Linked DNA regions of Sus scrofa: region 2 is linked to region 1. Evidence: chromatin contacts called from public HiChIP or PLAC-seq data. All regions are on one chromosome and are shown on one strand. Each heading gives the region's core, a stretch centred on a gene start, on an enhancer-like site or on the middle of the called end of the contact. The rest is flanking DNA. Distances are from core to core; before and after follow the strand shown.

Region 1 (5,592 bases), core at 903-3,402:
CCCCAAATAACAAGAAATTCCCAAAGATATAAGAATTCTGAGAGTTCCCGTCAGAAATGAGTCCAACTAGGAACCACGAGGTTGCGGGTTCAATCCCTGGCCTCGCTCAGTGGGTTAAGGATCTGGCGTTTCTGTGAGTGCGCTGTTCGTCACAGACATGGTTCAGATCCTGCGTTGCTGTGGCTGTGGTATAGGCCAGCAGCTGTAGCCCAGATTCGACCCCTAGCCTGGGAACCTCCACCTGCCGCAGGTGTGGCCCTAAAAAGCAAAAAAAAAAAAAAAAAAAAAAAAAAAAAAGAAAGAAAGAATTCTGGGAGTAGGAGGGATTTGTTCAGCAGCTCAGTGATGTCAAGGCTAGCATGATGTGCCTTTTCCTCACAGCCGAGTCCAGCTCCATGCCTCATGACCAAGTCCAAGGCAGGAAGAATGAAAAAAGGGGCCACTGTCTCTTTCATCAGGAAAGGAAAGCCTTTCCCAGAAACCCTCCCCTCAGCAGACTCCTGCTTTAAGTCCTACTAGACAGAACTGTGTCATTAAGGCATACCTAGCTGCCAGTTAAGATCAACTATTTAACTTTTCTAGACTCTTTAGAGGAAACAGAAAAGGGAGAAGGGGATTGGGAGTGAGTATTGAGTTAGTAAATTCACAGTGAGTTTTCAAGTATGGGCCAGAGGAGCTGAACAGCTTAAATGGTCGGTGCTATTTCCTGAATGGATACTACTGAAAGTTCATAAATTCAGTTTTGGACATTCTGAGTTTGAGGTGTGTGGTACACTGAACAACAGCCTCCAAAGGTATTTGTGTCCTAAACCCTGGAACCTGTGAATATTACCTTCTATGGCAAAAAGGACTTTGCAGATGTGATTAAGTTAAATATTCGGAGATGGGGAGATTATCTTGGATTATCCAGGTGGGCTCTAGATGCACTCACAGGTCTCCTTATAAGAGGGAAGCAAGGGAGATTTGATTCTAGAAAAGTAACAGATGTGACAACAGAAGCAAGAGGTTATTTAGAGTGATGCCAGGAAAGGGCCAAAGAATGCAGTCCACTTCTAACAGCGGAAAAGGAAAAGAGATTCTCCCCTCAGAACCTCCAGAAGGAACCAACTGTTAGCCTGGTGAGATGATTTTAGACTTCTGCTCTCCAGAACTGTAAGAGAATACACTTGTGTTGTTTTAAACTTGTGCTTTTAGATTGTGGTAATTTGTTACAGCAGCCTAGGGAACTAATGCAAAGTGCCTTTAAAACATCTAAGAGAGGGTGAGTGGGCAGCTAGATACAAGGGTCTGGAGGTGACAGGGCTTGGGCTCGAGATATAAATTTGAGTGTCACATTCACGTGGGTGACATCTGAAGTTGTAAGCAGGCCTAAACCCCCAAGAGGAGAGGGACAGTGTCTCCCACCTGCTGTTCATCGTTCAGCAAGGTTTTAACTTCTCTGAAGCATGTACTGAACATTTATTCGGTCCTGACATCGTATCAAGCAATTTACAAGCATCTTCATTTAATCCTCACAACCACTCTCTGAAGCAGACCCCAGTTCTATTTCCTACTTACAAAAAGGAAAACTAGGGGAATGCGAATTTTAAAAAGATCCCCAAGTGACCTGCACACGAAGTGTGAGAAGCGCTGCCTCCACAGTGGGTTCCCCCAGGCAGGTGGTGCAACAGAGCCTATCTCCGAGTTCTAGAAGCGCACAGTTTTCACCTCTATCTCTGCTCGCGCCACTCTCCACCTGGAGCTAATACTCCGGTTCAGGGGGCCATGCTAGGCGCCTCTAGTATTCTCAGGTACTTTTTACCTACTGTTACTCCGGGATTACAATTCTGACCCCTCCGTTAGTACCCGAAAGTCTCTAGAAAATACAGTTTTCTCCCACCGAGGTACCCCAACAACAAGCAAAAGCGACGCCCAGGGAAAACGCCAAGAAACTTTCCGAACCAAAAAAAAAGCGGCACGTGAAACTTAACTTGTCGCCGTAGAAACCGCGCAGACTCAGGGAAGACCTCTCCGGCGGGAAGGAGGCGGGGCGGTGAGAGGACCGAGGGCGGGAGGTTTAAACGCCTCAGCTCCCGCCTCCCGCGGGCGGAGCGGCTGAGCGGCTGGGCGCATGCGCGCGGCGCCAGGCTGCCGCCTCCCAGCGCTGTCCCCGCATGCGCGGCAGCAGGGGGCGTGTCAAGTTGATTGAAAGCGAATGGCGCCGTAGCAATGGCGGCGCTCAGAAGTGCGACTGGTGGTGGCAATTGGTTTTCGGCTTTGGCGCTCGGGGTGACACTGCTCAAGTGCCTTCTCATCCCCACCTAGTAAGGGACCCGCACGGCCAGGGGCTGGGCGGGGAGGCCCCGCGGTCGGTCAGGGCGGGAGAAAGGAGCGTGGATGCCCCTGGGTGAGGGGAGGAAAAGGAACTTGAAGTTGTGTAGTCGCTGCTCTGCCTTTGCTATGCTTCCCCCTCCGCCCTTTGATTATTATTTCACCAGAGCACTAGATCGTAGCCCTGGATGGCTGGAGTCAGGGCTGGCACTGTCTAATGTTTCCGGGTTCCAAGGTCCTCATCTTTAATATGCAGATGAACAACTCCGGCCTCCCGCTTTCATTCATCCAGTACCGTATTCATCAGCTACCTCCTCTGCTAGGCACTGTTCTGAGACTTGGAGAGACATTTGAGAAAGGCGTATCCGGTCCTTACCCTCGGTGTAGTTGGTGGGGACGTTAGACAAACAGGAGTTTCAGAACGAGATGAGGTCTGTGAAAGACGTAGAGTGACTACTGGGCAACGCTTTACTCGCCTCTTTTAGGAGGTGATGTTTGAGTTGAACTCCAAAGGATGAAACAGCATCAGCTATGAGAAGAGCAGTTCAGGTTGAGGAAAGAGTAAGCGTAAACGCCCTGTAATGGGAAGGAACTCAGAGCATTCTAGGAACAGAAAGTGACCATTGTGGGTGAACAGCAGTTAAGGGAGAAGAAGAGTTGCATAGGATGAGGTAGCCAGTGGCCAAGACACACAAGGTTAGACCGCTGTGTGACAGTGGATGCAGAACCAAGACTGAAGGCATGGAAACCCATTAGGAAACAACCACCAAGTGGTAATGTGTATGCAGTGGGGACTCGGTATTTATTAATGTTATTCATATTGTCTTCCGGAGTTCCCGGCTGCGGCTGAATCTGACTAGTATTCATGAGGATGTGGGTTCGATTTCTGGCCTCGCTCACTGGGTTGGGGATCCAGCGTTGCTGTGAGCTGTGGTGTAGGTTGCAGCCGGCTCAGATCCCACGTGACTGTGGTGTAGGCAGGCAGCTGCACCTCCGATTTGACCCCTAGTCTGGGAACTTCCATATGCCGCGGGTGCAGCCCTAAAAAGCAAAAAAACAACAACAAAAAACAAGCTTCCACCTTCTGTTTATCCTAATTCTTCTCCCTTGACTTTTCCCCTTATTCCTTTTCTCCCTTACCTATGGGTCTCCCAACTCCCCTTCCCAGTTTAAAGTTTAGTATCCTTTGGTTCAAGTTCTTGCTCATCTCTTGTTATGTATGTAAGCATGAACTGTTATGTATGTAAGCATGAATTGTGTATGTAGGTTCAGCAAAATGATTTATAGGGAGTTGGGAAAAGAAGGGATCGGTAAATTCAACTTTCTTAGAACTGAAAACAAGTAAGAAACATCTTTCCTTTTAAAAGCAAACTGGAAAAATCCTTCTAAAATGTAGAATATTCCTTTCACATCAGAATGAAAGGGATTTTTTTTTAAATTGTGCATATGTGATTTTCCTTGCTTTACTTTCGTCAGCCTAGAAATGTGTCTTCAGGGTTGAATACTGCTCTTGGTCCAGGATTAAGAATGTACATAATTTGAAGTTCCCTTGTGGCACAGTGGGTTAAGGATCTGATGTTGGTGCAGCTGTGGCACAGGTCGCGTCTGCGGCCCGGGGTTTACCCTGGCCCAGGAACTTCCACATGCTGCAGGTGTGGCCAAAAAATAAATAAATAAAAGAATATATAGAGTTATAGCTAATGCTTTGCTTCTCAAACAGGAAATAAGAGGGAGCTACAGGATAAAAGCAAAAATATTCACCAAAATGTTTACTAACTGCTTTATTATGAACCCGGTACAATGGCCAGGTGCTGGAGGAGAGAACAAAATAGCAACGATCCCTAACCCTTTAAGGGTATAGTTTAGTAAGGGAGCAAATCTACATAAATATGTAATTACATAACAATGCTTGTGTTAAGTGTCATGAAGGGGAAGAATGGGATCCTATAAGGGGACTGACAAGGGCGACTTAATTTAGATTGGGTATCTGGAAAGGTCTCAGACATATCGTTGGAGGCCTGAAGACACACCCAGTACATGTTTTTGGTGCAACATATTATGTATGCATTTCTATTGAGAATGTTGGGGAGGAAGAAATTTTCCTCCACCTCTCTATCCAGATTTTTCTGGCCGGTCTAAGAATTAAGTTGACATGAGACAGATTAACACGAGAAAAATCAAGCAAAAGTTTAATAACATGTATATGGGAGAGACCCAGGAAAACAGAGCAACTTACCAAGTAACTGACACCCTCACCATAAATAGCATCTTCTGCTAAAGACAGAAGAGAATGTTGAAGGTGGTAGTTTTGGGGACTTCAAAAGATAGGAAGACAATTCATATAAAGTTGGAAAAGCAAATGTTGGGTAAACAGATGTTTGCTGGGCCATGCAGAGATAGTGGGGCACAGAGTGGAGTCTGATCTCTAGGTTCTGATGAGTTTCCGCCGCCACACCCAGCCCATATTCTTTGCAGGTAACTCTGGTGATCGCTCCATTCCAGGACCAAGCCTTTTATATGAACATTTAGACAACTAAGAGGGAAGTAAAAAGAAAAACTTACTGAGTCTTCTGTTTCTTCAAAATAATCAGCTTAAGTCAATCCTTAAGCCAGGGGACACATTTTGGGTGGCCAGATTTTGCTCCCTTACAAGTATATACCTAAAAATTGAATTGCTAGTTATTAAGATCAGGTGTGAATGTGATTTTGAGAAATCTATCGGAAATTCAGGTGATTTAGTCAGCAAGAAGTTGAGGATGTCTCTCTAGAACTCAGGAAAGAGACCAAGGTTATATATTGTGATTTCAGAGTCGTTGTTACATGGTTGATAGTGGAAGGAATGAATGTGAATAAGGTTGTCCAGAGCAGAGTAAGCTGCATTAAAAAAAAAGAAGAAGAAAGACCAAGAACTGAATCTAAAGGAATATCAACATTTATTTGATGGATATTTATGGGAACCCATGAAAGAAGTATGATGGGGGTTGGCTAGGAAACTCACAACAGAGTTGTCACTGTGGGAATGTATGAAAGTGTAAATCAGGAACTCATTGTTGACTGGTGAGTGGTTAATTCAACAAGAATGTATTGAGCCCATCCGCGTATCAGGCGCCGTGCAAGATGTGGAGGGGGAAGTACAGCAGTGAGCAAACAGGAGAACTTCTGCAAAAGAGGAATGAAGGGTAGCAGAATATGCCACCCCAAAATATGCCTCTTTGGCATAAGGATTTGGGGGAACTTTTTATTTTGAGGAACTGCAGACACAGGAGAAGCTCTGAAAATAGT
Region 2 (5,828 bases), core at 158-2,657, 480 kb before region 1:
CTAAGGGGACTTGGTAAAGAAAGGCTAGCCAGACAAATGGCCTGGGTAGGAAGTGAGCCAGCTGGTCACTATTTTTGGTCCCTTTGAAAGGTAGTCAAAGAGGAGATTTGAACCAGACTACGTTATTTCTATGTGTCTCAGACTGTCTTCTCAGATTTTGCAAACAATACCAAAGGCAAACATTTTTTAAGGCATATAGCTCACATAATTCTGACGGCATTTGGCAGCAAGTTTCCGTGTTTCTGCTCTCAAGGTTTGAGAAGTGTCCAAGAACTAGGGGGGTATTTTCTAGTCTGTCTTGAGAATAGTCTTACAATTCTTCCAGGCTGTCTGCCCTCCTGGAAACCTTTCCTGCCCATCTTCTGGCAGGAAATACTCTTTCTACATCCCAATCTGACAAAATTCTGATCTTCCTCCAAAACTCAGCTTAATTATCTCCTTTGCCACCTCTCCATTTGGCTCATACATGCATATTGGTACTTACTGGTTTATATCACAATTCTCTGTTTTCTTGCTAGTCTCCATCATGTCAAGACCATGAATTCCTTGATGGAAGGAACCATGGTTTTATTTCCCACCTTGAGACACTGATAGCATAATAGTTTAGTGCAAGGAGCCAGGATTTCCGAGTCTAAATCTTATAGAATGTATATCCTTGAGCAATTCATTTAACTTCATCGTGCCTAAGTTCACAAAAAAAGGGCATAATTGCAAAATGGCATAATAAGTAAGTAGTCCTTACTTCTATCTTTTAATTAGAAAACTAATTCATCCATGAGTTACAGGAAATAAAATTATTCGGGGGGATACATTTGAAAGGTGGCTTAATTCATGAACAAGCCATCATTTCCACGTCAAACAAATGCAGATAAATGTGTTGGAAAAAGGAGAGGGCGAGACTTGAAGATTCTGGCAGGCAATGCCCAACACTCCTCCACTGTCCCGCCTTCTCTGACTCGTCTGTCCAAGGTCTCTTCACTTACTCTTACCTGTCAAAGCGCTACCTTTTCCGGCGAGCTATCTTTGGCATACTGCGCTTGGGCTCTGCCAGGGAACTGATCCCCCATTTATTCAGCTGTTTGGATGTCTGGTACCACCCACCTGTAACTTTACCAGGGTCTGTGCTTTGTTTTTCTCTGTTCTCAGAATTCGCAAAGACTGATCCCCTCACGCTAATCTTCTCAACAATCAAGAGTCTCCTCTTGGCCGCCTTCTTTCTGCATCAGTCACTCGGATCTAGCCCCCAGTAGACTATCCGGTTCCTTCAACGCAAGGTTCTTGTGTCTTAGCTCCGCCCTATCTCAGCTCCCGACCCCTTCCCTTCCTCCGCCCCGCCTCCTCTTTAACTGGGGTCACGAGTACGCATGCTCCCTCTGAACCTCCCGGCAGCGTGATGACGTTGGCCTTGGCGTGGTGACGTAGGGGCGGGGGCCGCGCCTCTTTCTGCAGCTACTCAGGCGTGGGTTTAGAATCTGTGAGGGTCTGTGGGGTGTCCCGCGTGCCCAAGGCGCGCGGTTTGTTTTTGGCGTTTGCTGCTGAATGTGTTGTCTCCGTTCCGCCCTTTAGGGAAGCGGGAAGCAGCAGAGGTTCCGTGGGGACCGAGCTGGGACCCTTGAAGGGGAAGGGGTCTCGAGCGCCTAAGGGCTTGCTGCGGCCCGGAAGAGGGGCGAGGAGAGGGTCCCCGCGGGCTGCGTCCGAACGCTCCCTGCATCAGGGCAGGTCACGAGGAGGGCCTGGGCAGCCGCGCGATGTTCGGGGCCCGGTGTCTCCTCCGAGCCCTGCGCTCCTGTTCCTCCGTTCCCTGCCCAAGGCACAAACCTTCAACAAAACTGAGCGTGCGGGACGCTCTCGGTGCCCAGAACGTGAATGGGGAGCGCGTTAAGGTCCAGGTTAGTGTGTCGAAAGCGGGTAGGTTTGTCCTTTTCGTTGACCGATTTGGCACATCCGAGTTCAGGCTTCCCTGGTCCCGTCGGGTCGGACAGAATGACCGGCAGGGGAAAGTTAGAAAAGCTAAGCAATCGTGTGCGTGCGTCCACGTTTTTCTCCTTTTCTTGGCTTGGTAGTTTTCGGAAAACTGTTTAGATACTTGGAAAGTGCTGGAACTTGGCTTTCGTGATACCGCGGCATTATATGTAGACTTGTTAATCTTGCAGAAAAACGAACGAGCCCCTTTTCCTTTGTCCCTTATGTGTATTCACACTTAAGTAGCCCCTTGAGACCAGGAGCCTTTTCTTACCTGTCTTGGTATTCACACATGGCTGACAGAAAAATTTGTTCAACCAAACCAGACCTCTTAGGTCAACTTTTAACCACCTCAGTGCCTAAAATGAGGCTTTGCGTATAACTTTTGTTTAATAAATTAGGAGAAAGAGTGGAGTGTAGCAGTTCGAAGGAGATCTGGAGTCAAGCTGCCTAGGTTTAAATTTCTGCTGTTTAGTAGGTTGTCAGTTTGGGGCACGGCCCTTCATGTGCTCTGAACCTCACTTTCCTCTTATGAGAATGGAAATGATCATAGTCCCTGTCTCACAGAGTCCGAAAAGTTAGTTAGAAAAATTTGGGACAGTGTCCCACAGTCGGTAAAGACGAGCTGCTCTCATTTCTTTGTTAATACTATAATTTGCAGCAGCTCCACACAGAAGGACCAGACCAAACAAGGTGGTTTGGTTTATTAGGTTGCTGAATCACACTGATGCAATTACTTTTGTCGTCCTCATCTATCTTTGATTTGTAGCAGTATGACCAGTTTCCCCCCTTGCATTTTTGGGGGTTCTTTCTGAGATCCAAATCAAAATATTTTCTGGCATTAATCTATTCAGCATACACTAATGATGCCTTCTGTATGCTAGCCTAGAAAGGATTCAGAGATGAGAACAGAGCCTACTCCGTTAAAGGATTTCTTTTTAGTGCCCTACTCTCTAATTTAGAAGCTACTGGCACTTAGGGCCCTGAGCACTTGAAATGTGGCTAGACTGAATTGAGAGGTACTGTAATTGTAAAATACACACCAACTTTGAAGAACAAAAAAGAATGCACAGTGTCTCTGCTTTTTTATATTGATTATATGTTGATGTTTTGGACAAAATGGGTTGAACAAAATACATCATTAAAATGAACGTTACCCATTTCTTTTTACTTTTTAAAAAGTTTTATTATAGTTGTTTACAGTGTTGTAGCAATTTGTACTGTACAGCAAAGTCACTCAGTCATACATATAAATATATGTTCTTTTTTAAAATATTATTTTTCATCATGATCTATCCTGGGAGATTGGATACAGTTCCCTGTGCTATACTGTAGGACCTTATTGTCTATCCATTCTAAATATAATAGTTTGCATCTGTTAACCCTAAACTCCCAATCCATCCCACTCCTTCCCCTCTCCCAATTGGTCTTCGCACTTTTGATGTGACCACTTAAAAAAAATGTAAAATTACGTATGTGGTTCGCATTATATGTTTGTTAGACAGCCCTGGTCTAATGGCTTAGACAAGTTAATTACAAAAATGTGATGAGTATTAGTAGTATAAATAGCTTTGAGAAAACCAAGGGAAGTCCTTAACCGTGAGGAGGTCAAGGAAGATTTCTTTCAGGAGGTGACAAGTAGCTGAGTGTTGAAGGGTGTTTTCCTCAGAGGAACTGGGGACGGGATAGAAACAGCATTCCTGAAGAGCTTGTTGTTAACGTGAACCTTGAACTCAGAAGTGTATTTGAATTCCAGCCCTACTTCTAGGTAACCTTGAGTATTAAACAAGGAGGTTATCCTAACTTCTCTATGTTTCTTCATCTCTAAAAGGGTAATAATCATTAAATTTTTGTGAGGACTAGGTAGAAAAATACTTATAAAGAGCTTAGGACAGAAACATTGCAAACAGTGCTCCACAAATGTTAAACTTTTACTAACAAGTGAAAAGCAAGACAATGGTGCCTTGGAAATGAGTACTAATTGGGCCTGCTCCACATTACGAAGGGCCTGTATACACGACTGAGGCAATTTATGATGTAGTTCTTGTAGCCCTGGAGAAATCAAGGGCTTCCTAGTAGACTTGGGTTCAAGTTCAGGCTCTGCCTTTACCAACAGTGTGACCTCAGGCAAGTTATTTAACTTCTCTGAGCCTCCGTTCTTCACTTGTAAGGTAGAAATAATGATAATCCATAGAGCTGTTGTGAGGAGAGGAGACGGCGTATGAAGAAAGTAGTAAAACGCTTGTCACGGGGTACGTTCAGTACATGGCAGATATTCTTCCATGGAAAAATGCTTATGGATTATCTACTCTGTACCTGGCAGTAGCCTTCAAAGCAACTAAAAACCTGGTTCCTAAGCCCTCAAAGTATTACGGACATGCAGAGAAGTAAGAGAAGGGCTTTAATAGCAATGTCTAGGGGGTGGTGGGGATACAGAGAAAGTGAGGGTCAGTACAGCTGTTTTTTTAAGTATAGTTCATCTTGCTTTTCACAAGCATGTTTGATGGTTAATCGAACACCATCAGTTGTTGCACAGTTGCTCACAGGGTCTGCTAAAACACTCTCTTTTAATTTCTAGCGAGTTAAAATTTAAGTTGAATGTGGTCCGTGAGAGCTGTTGGTAGTGTTACTGTTCTACTCGAAGACCTCTCACTTGTACGCATACATATCTGTCATTTAGATTCAGAGTGTCTTTGAGAGTTTACGGGCTACGTAATGTGTTTGTAAGGAGAAGTTCCTTGAGAACTCTTGTATGATACTTTTGAAAAAAAAAAACCCCATTAAGATGTTTCTAGTCTATAACTACATAATCTACTTTTCAGGAATTATATAAAGACGGAGAAAGGAACCAAAATATGGGCCCTGTTTTGTGTAGTGGTGGAGGAGAGGGGCGGGGGTAGGAAGAAATCCTGGAATATTGGGGGGATTGGTTATGTGAATTAGGCTCATCAGCCTAACAAGATTTGGGGCATCTGTTCAGAATGATGATCTTTATCAACAAAACAGCAACAAAAAAGGTGGAATGCCAAAGCTGTAAGGACCGTATAAAATTATATATGCATTTTGGGGAGCTAAAAGCAATTGATTTAAGGCAAGATTATGAGGACTTCTATTCTTTTTTTCATGCTGTGTGTACGTGTAATGGAAATATAAAATGATTATGTGTTTTAAATTCACGTTGGGGAATAATTTCTTATCAGGGGTGGATTCGTTCAGTCCGATCCCAGAAGGAAGTCTTATTCCTACATGTAAACGATGGTTCATCCTTGGAAAGCCTGCAGGTTGTAGCAGATTCGAGCTTTGACAGTAGGTGAGTTGCTTTTTGTTTTATTTTGTTGACAGCCCTGAGATTTTTCTTTTTTATCTCTTCTGCTCCCTATTTGCCTCATCCAAGAGTTCGCGTTTGCCCCGTCAGCGACCTTTCTAAACGAATCTGCTCGTCATAGCTTTGAGGCTCAAGCCTAAATATTTGAATCAAGATCCTTTTCTCTGACATCTTCACTTGACAGTATCCCCCATCTATCCTTTGCTTCTCTCTTAACTGTGTGCAGTTCTTAACCCAATTAAAGGTAAAAACATCCATCATTAAATATTTTAACGATCTGATAGCCAGATTTGTGTTAATGTGAGTGTTACATGTAATGTCTTGTTTATGCTGGTTTTTCATTCCTATAGAGAACTGGCTTTTGGGAGTTCTGTGGAGGTTCAAGGGCAGCTAGTAAAAAGTCCATCCAAAGGACAAAATGTGGAACTGAAGGCAGAAAAAATTGAAGTTGTTGGAAATTGTGATGTCAAGGTATGTTTTGTGACACTTTTATGGAGGCTGTTAAGGATTAATTTAAAACATTAGCACTGTTTTAAGTGTG

What was found. HiChIP or PLAC-seq counts read pairs in DNA pulled down with a chosen protein or histone mark.
Region 2: an H3K27ac HiChIP or PLAC-seq map of skeletal muscle shows a contact between it and region 1, with 5 times the contacts expected there. The contact joins the promoter of NARS2 here to the promoter of ALG8 in region 1. A contact is called at or near these places in 2 of 2 datasets of contacts at active chromatin or transcription factors (alveolar macrophages and skeletal muscle).

What each region holds. Positions count from the first base shown.
Region 1 is chr9:12,528,872-12,534,463 of Sscrofa11.1, reverse strand. It overlaps ALG8 (probable dolichyl pyrophosphate Glc1Man9GlcNAc2 alpha-1,3-glucosyltransferase), which reads left to right and starts at 2,152. Exons shown (of 12, transcript XM_013979181.2): 1 at 2,152-2,303. The coding sequence starts at 2,154.
Region 2 is chr9:13,006,476-13,012,303 of Sscrofa11.1, reverse strand. It overlaps NARS2 (probable asparagine--tRNA ligase, mitochondrial), which reads left to right and starts at 1,407. Exons shown (of 14, transcript XR_002335551.1): 1 at 1,407-1,889; 2 at 5,163-5,272; 3 at 5,638-5,758.